2 separate regions of the Hordeum vulgare genome follow, and region 1 is linked to region 2. A link is a contact called in public Hi-C data. All regions are on one chromosome and are shown on one strand. Each heading gives the region's core, a stretch centred on a gene start, on an enhancer-like site or on the middle of the called end of the contact. The rest is flanking DNA. Distances are from core to core; before and after follow the strand shown. Region 1 has its middle 74 kb from the start of LOC123405944. Region 2 holds the start of LOC123404017 (putative transcription factor bHLH041).

The links. A called contact is a pair of places that touch in the nucleus more often than the background predicts.
Region 1: a contact with region 2 is called in a Hi-C map of leaf, with 4 times the contacts expected there. The contact joins the enhancer-like site here to the promoter of LOC123404017 in region 2. A contact is called at or near these places in 3 of 6 Hi-C or Micro-C datasets (leaf and seedling).

What each region holds. Positions count from the first base shown.
Region 1 is chr6H:203,918,477-203,921,806 of MorexV3_pseudomolecules_assembly, forward strand. No RefSeq gene overlaps it. Among protein-coding and RNA genes, the nearest start is that of LOC123405944, 74 kb to the left of the region's middle. Within about 2 kb of position 1,970, at least 1 of the 3 cell types and tissues checked has open chromatin away from gene starts, as enhancers often do. A contact at or near this core is called in leaf, where this site is marked.
Region 2 is chr6H:203,613,384-203,616,540 of MorexV3_pseudomolecules_assembly, forward strand. It overlaps LOC123404017 (putative transcription factor bHLH041), which reads right to left and starts at 1,637. Exons shown (of 5, transcript XM_045097925.1): 1 at 1,347-1,637; 2 at 994-1,234; 3 at 45-899. The coding sequence starts at 1,612.

The sequences.
Region 1 (3,330 bases), core at 720-3,219, 310 kb after region 2:
TTGAGATATGCGCTCTATTTTGGGCTATATGGAATACCAGAAATGACATGGTTTGATCTTTAATGGCAAGAACTTTAATAACTTTTTGCAGGTTATCTTCAGAGCGACTTCTTGAATCCGTACGTGGTCGTTACTCAGACATGCGGACTCGAGAGAGCTTATGAATACTGGTGCAACCGATGAGAGATGGTCGGACTGGTTATCTTCAACCGATTTGAATGGCGTATTAATAATATGCTAGGTGTATATGCATCGTAGTCTCTCTTAGTTACGCCGGATGTGGCAGTTTTTTCTTCGTATCACTTTTTGTTTTCATTTTCATTTCGAGCTTCAAAACTTTATGAACCTAAGATGTTATTTTAAACAATTATAAATAATATGGATGCATGCATCGATTGATGCAAAGGCCAGGAGCTCGCTTCCTCCTTCTAAAAAAATGTCTCACTATGTTTTCAAAAATAGCTAGTTATTGAAGATAAGCCTAAGAGATGATTCATTGTAGCTATATTTTTTATCATATCTAAATTAGATGCAAGATTTAAAATAAAACTATCATATCAACCATTGTATCTCTCCCTAATAATAAAGCACCGTGTGCTTCTGTCGACCGTCGTGGTTGTTTTGCACAAACCCCCCTAAAGTTTTCCGAAATCAGCCCGCAGTCCCGATTTAAGTGAATAACCAATCGTTTTTGTATTGTTTACAAATAACCCCCTGTGAGTTCCCGAAATCAACCCGCAGTACATAATTAGCTGAGAGAACGAAACGTTTTTTGGAGTTTTTGTAAAAAGCTCCTTCAGTTTTCACAAAATAAACCCGCAGTACATACTTGAGTAAAAAAAACAATCGTTTTCCGTATGTTTTCGAAAACACCCCTACAGTTTTCAATTAATTAATCTGTAGTTTCATTATAAGTGCAAAATACTTTAAAAATCATATCTTTTAAACGATAACTCCAATTTTACATTATTATATATGAAATTTTATTAGAAAAATATGTAGAATCTGAATATAATGTTAGTTTATCTATTTAATTTTTTAAAATTATGTTTATAATATAATTTTAATTCAATAGTGATGCGCACAACTAATATAATGTTATTTTATCTATTTAACAATTTTAAAAATATATTTATGCTGTAATTTTAATCAGTAGCGTATAATCCATTTTTTCATAACGAGGCCGGTCCATGTTGTTAATTAATCCGCGGTTCAATTATAATTAACAAATACTTTAAAAAATTATATCTTTTAAACTGTAACTCTAATTTTAAATTATTACATATGCACTTTCATTCAAAAAATGTGTTGAATCGAAATATAATGTTTCTTACCTATTTAATTTTAAATTTCTATTTATAATGTAATTTGAATATATAGTGATGCATACAATCTAAATATGATGTTATTTTACTTATTTAACAATTTTTAAATTTTATTTATGCAGTAAGTTTAAATAAAAATCTTAAATCATGATTATTAGGTTATAGCATGTTTGTACGGTTTGCTCCGTTATAACGCACGGGCTCTTTTGCTAGTATACTCTAATACTTCTTCAAGACTCTTTTATTTCTGAAACATCCGAGAATTGACACATGTTGACAGAGAAAACAAGAACACTTCACTTCTAATCGTACCATATAACGGTAGACTTGGTATAGCAACATAGGGGCGATCCGCGGTTATGTTTACCAGGTCCGGTCGAACACCCCGCAGCGGTTCCCCAGACCCAGAGTCAGATCCATGTGAACATGGGATCTCTACCAAAAGCAATTGGTGCACTTAAAGATACACTGAACAGTTGATCATCGCTTGCGGTTATACCGTACGGTTTGATTACTTTGCCCATTTGGGAGGTATGTGTTTATACGCGAAAGCAGAAGAACAAAAAATGGATTATACAAAAGGTTTATTTGCCCTCTGTCTCTTTCATTGTAGACGACAGAGCTCGTCACCCTGTGGATTGGACCCAGTCAAAAAGTCAATGTCGTGGTGGTAGGCCCGTCTAGTTTCGGCCATGCAACTCACTCTTGTATATATAAAGCTCGATGTTTGCTAAAAAAAAAAGATAAAGCTCGATGGTGTTGTTTATGGGATCTTTTATTCGGCTAACAGCATCTACAACCGAACCCCTTAAATTCAACCCATCAAATACCCGTGAACGCATTGTTTATGCACACTGATCGATTACGTCTTAAATAATGCATTCTATATTCGGCCATCTTAAATTTCATATTTTAAATCCATCCAAGCATGCAACTACTACGTTGATGCATTGTATACATCGTGTGGCTACTCCATCACTACTAATATGCCATCGAATTATCAAAATTTGGCATGTTTGGCTATGACGGAGATCATACACGTCTGCCTTTGTCCTTCCTGACGTCCTTGTCGTCCTTCTTGTGAAAGTACCGGTCGTAGACGTAGTACGGATCAGGGCGGATCTTCTCGTTGCTGAAGCTATCCTCGCCGCCGCTCACCTCCTTCTCCTCCGTCGGTGGCAGCCCGCCCATTTCACGGACCGCCTGATTCTGCTCACAGGAGAGGGCGCGCATGTTTCGTTGTTGTCGTTTTTTTCAAAATGCAGGTGTGGATGACTTCCCCCTCTACGAGCGCCCGCTTCGATGCATCAGTCGCCTCCGTCTCCGTCATTTCCTTCGTGAGATAAGCCTCGACGATCCTTATCCTCTCTTTCCCACGGCGGCAACCTGTTCCCAATGGGATCTCATCCGAGAGGAAGCGAGCACGTATGGGCCTACCCAATAGCGTGTCCTCGTCTTGTTTCTTAGTCAGTCATTCGCTGATGTGTTCCTTTTTTATTTGTTTGGTTTTCTTATTATTTTTCCGGTCTTCATTTTTTGGGCATTTTTTTATTTTCGTTTTTATTTGGTTTCTCTTTTATTTGTTCCATAGTTTTCATTGTATTTTTCTTTTCTTTTTTGTTTTGTCTTTCTTTCTTGGTTTTCAACAGTTTTCTGTTTTTCCTACTTCCATTGTCGGTTTTGACTCTGTTCCTTTTTTATGCATTTATTTGTTTGGTTTTATTTTCTCTTTCTTTTTTTATTTTTCAGTTTTCATGGTTTATTGTTTTATTTTCATTTTATTCTAAATTTTTTTGAATACATCAATAACTTTTTCAAATAAATATTTAACATTTCTTAAAGCACAAGTTTCACATTTATAAAACATGTTCACCCATTTTTCTATACACATTGTTAACATTTTTTAAATGCTTGATTATTCTTTTTAAATGCAAAATTAATATATATTTTTAATACATGGTCAATATTTTTACTATACACATCTTAACATTTTTAAATGCTTGAT
Region 2 (3,157 bases), core at 387-2,886:
ATAATTAATCCGAGTGAAGTGTACTTGTAATCACGTAGGAGTACCTTTGATCCGGGAGGAAGCAACCCCCTCAGCGCCTCAAAGCTCTCGTTAAGCCTCTCCCGCCGTCTCCGCTCCGATATCATATGGTGCAGCTGGCTGCTCGTCGGGGCTGTGGGCGCCGCGGCCTCCTCGTCTTCCTCCCGCCACCGCTGCGTCGTCGCCCCCGCCCCCGCCCCCACCCCCGTGGTGCGCTCCTGGCCGTTGTTGTTGAGCGTGTGCATCCTCCTCAGGATAGAGATGACCATCTTGATCATCCGCTGCCCAGGCGCGTCGGACGCCCGCCGCGGCGCCCTTGGCGCCAGCGCCGCGTTGTATGCCCGGAACGCCGTCGTCGTCGAGCCACGGCGTGGCGACCGATGCGCGCGACGGTAGCCGAGGGGAGGCGTGGACGTGGTAGGAGGCATAGCCGACGAGGAGGAGGAGGAGGCGGAGATGACCGCGAGCATGGCCTGCGCCATCGCGACGTCGTCAGCCTCGGGGCTCGGGAAGTGGACGTGGCCGTGGACATGGGCAGGGCCGTGCGGGCTAAATGGCGCGGGATGCGGCGGACGGGGCGGGTGTAGAAGAGGCGCTGCCGTTAGTTCCCGGGGAGACGTCGTGGTGGACGATGACATGGCCATTGTGGGCAGCAGCGACGTCGAGCCGTCTGTCGGGCTGCCGACGGAGATGGACGGCATAGAGGAGGAGGACGACGACGGCCGCGTAGGCGGGAGTTGGAGCAGCTCCTCAAGCAGCGACTGCTGGAAGAAATTCTCCGAGAAGATCTGGTCGAGGCCGGCCTGAAGGTTCATCTGTCCCGCCGGCGTTGACATGCCGACTTCGATCTCGCCGCTTTCGCATCCCATGAAGGCCGCCACCTGCCGTGCGCATAAGCACCGCTCAGCATCTTTCAAATGTACGTATATGCATGCATACGACACTCAAGCGAGGTTGGTTGGGAATCAGGCGAACCTTAATGCCAGCTTCCTGGTAGAACTGCAGCTGCACCGGCGACGACGCCGAGGTCGCCAGGTCGTGCTCCGGCAGCTCCATGTATGCCCGGCCGTCCTCGTAAGCCCACCCTGGCACGCACCCGCTTACGGCCGCGCAGAGCGAACCCCGGTATGCGTCGAACAGAGCGCGCGCGCGGTCGACGTCACCACTGCCGCCATCGCGGAGCCATGCGTCCAGGCACAACAGCTGGCGGCGAGCTCTGCTCATGGTTGCATTGCGTGCATTCAGGCGTTGCATGTAAGAGACGACCCAACCGAAGCATCCAATAACTAATTGAAATCAAGGACGCACATGCATGCTTAATTAATTACCTGTTGGCGGCAGCGAAAGGAGGGGGAGGACGGCGGCCGCCGGCTGGGATCGGCCCCCAGACGCAGATGTAGGCGCAGGCGGGGACGCGCGACGCTGCTTGCTGGAGGATGCGCAGCCGGGATTCCTGGCCGAGCACAAAGAGCGTGTCCATCATATTCCCGAAGCAGCACGTCGAGAGATCGCCACCACGGAGTCCTCCATTGCCTCCCGACGTCGATGACCGATGATGGTTCGTTGTCACTGCTGTCGTAGACGTCTGATCCATGGGTATTATATATACAGTACGATGGAATCCATGGGGGGTGGCGATGCAAATGTGTATGCATGCATGTGTGGACGTGAGTGGAGGGAAAAGTATTAGTAGCAGTACCAGCTAGTAGTTGTAGTAGTATAGTGCGGTTGGGGAGGGAGCTGGTTTGGCTCCGGGAGAACGGATGGAGACATAGGACGGGGTGTTGAAAAGTATGAAGATGCTGGAAAGTCGTTCAAAGGTGGTGATGGGCTTCGAAGAGGGTCAAACTAGGGTGGCAACGAGGGACGGGGTTGCTGGATGGTTGATCTTTAGTTCACCTATAGTCCGATATTTTAAATTTGTCTCAAATCGCTGGAACAGACCTCCCTCCAGGACGGGATCATCACGGGATCGACGGCGTTCAAATCTTTTCTTCCCCATCACCGGTCGGGCGGAGTATGAGTCCCACCGGGATCGATGTGCCTGTCGTGGGAAGGAGAGGATAAGGGCCGCCGAGGCCCGACTCACTGTCGACATGGCGGCTAATGCGGCGGAGGGGACGTCCGCAAAAGAGGAAGACATCTGCGCCTGCATTGTGAAGAAGCGATGGCGAAGGAAAACGCGCGCCCTCGCCTGAAAACAAAACCAGACAGTCTGCGAAATGGCCGGACTGCCACCAAAGAAGGAGAAGGAGGACATCTTCGTCGAAGAGTAAATCGAGCTTGATCCGTACTGCATCTTTGATTGGTACTTCCACGAAAAGGAACAATGGTGTCGGGAAGGGCAAGGGTGGCCGGGGTGATCTTCTCCACGATAGCCAAGCCAAATTTTCATAGTCCGATGACATGTTATATGTAGTGGCCGTACAATGTAAGCAGTTACATGAGATTCTGTGGATTTAATAAAGATGTTCAATTATGAGAAGTAAAACTTAAGATATGCACGTCAATGTCTACGAATGCTCGTTGAGGGGTCGGATTTGCTAAATACGGCTCTAGATGCTCTTAGCTACTCTTCAATCGCGTGAAAAATGGTCGGTGGATTTTTCCTACTACCGCTTCATGTACGCGACGATCACTATAGCGTGCATGCAACATGCAGCCCATGAACGCAAGCTTGCTTAATCGGCGTGTGTATTTTTTTAGCAACTATCCGCGTGTGTATTAATCATTAGACGTCTCACATGCCGTCCATAATATCAAGTAAAACGTTTTAAATCAACCGACTCATTTCATCGGCGTGTAAATCGCCTTCTGTGCCGTGAGATCGCATTAAATCGCACGGCTTAGCTTGTCTTCGTTCGGACACGCGCAACCCCGACCAGGTGGCTTGGTCCATCCGCGAGTCGTTGCAGCTCGGCCCACAACATTGCAACTGCTCCTTCAGTTGCTCCCTTCTCCCCTCGTCCTCTGCCTGGTTCCAGCAATCGTCGGATGCAACGGTCAGCGCGGTAGCTAGGCAAAGGAGCGGCGTCGCCGGCGGGCAGGGAGGGAGTGAATACTCATGCATCGTTTTCACACTCCATGGCTGACGACGACCCAAAGGCGAGGTTCGTTTTCTAGATCTTGTTGTGGCGTG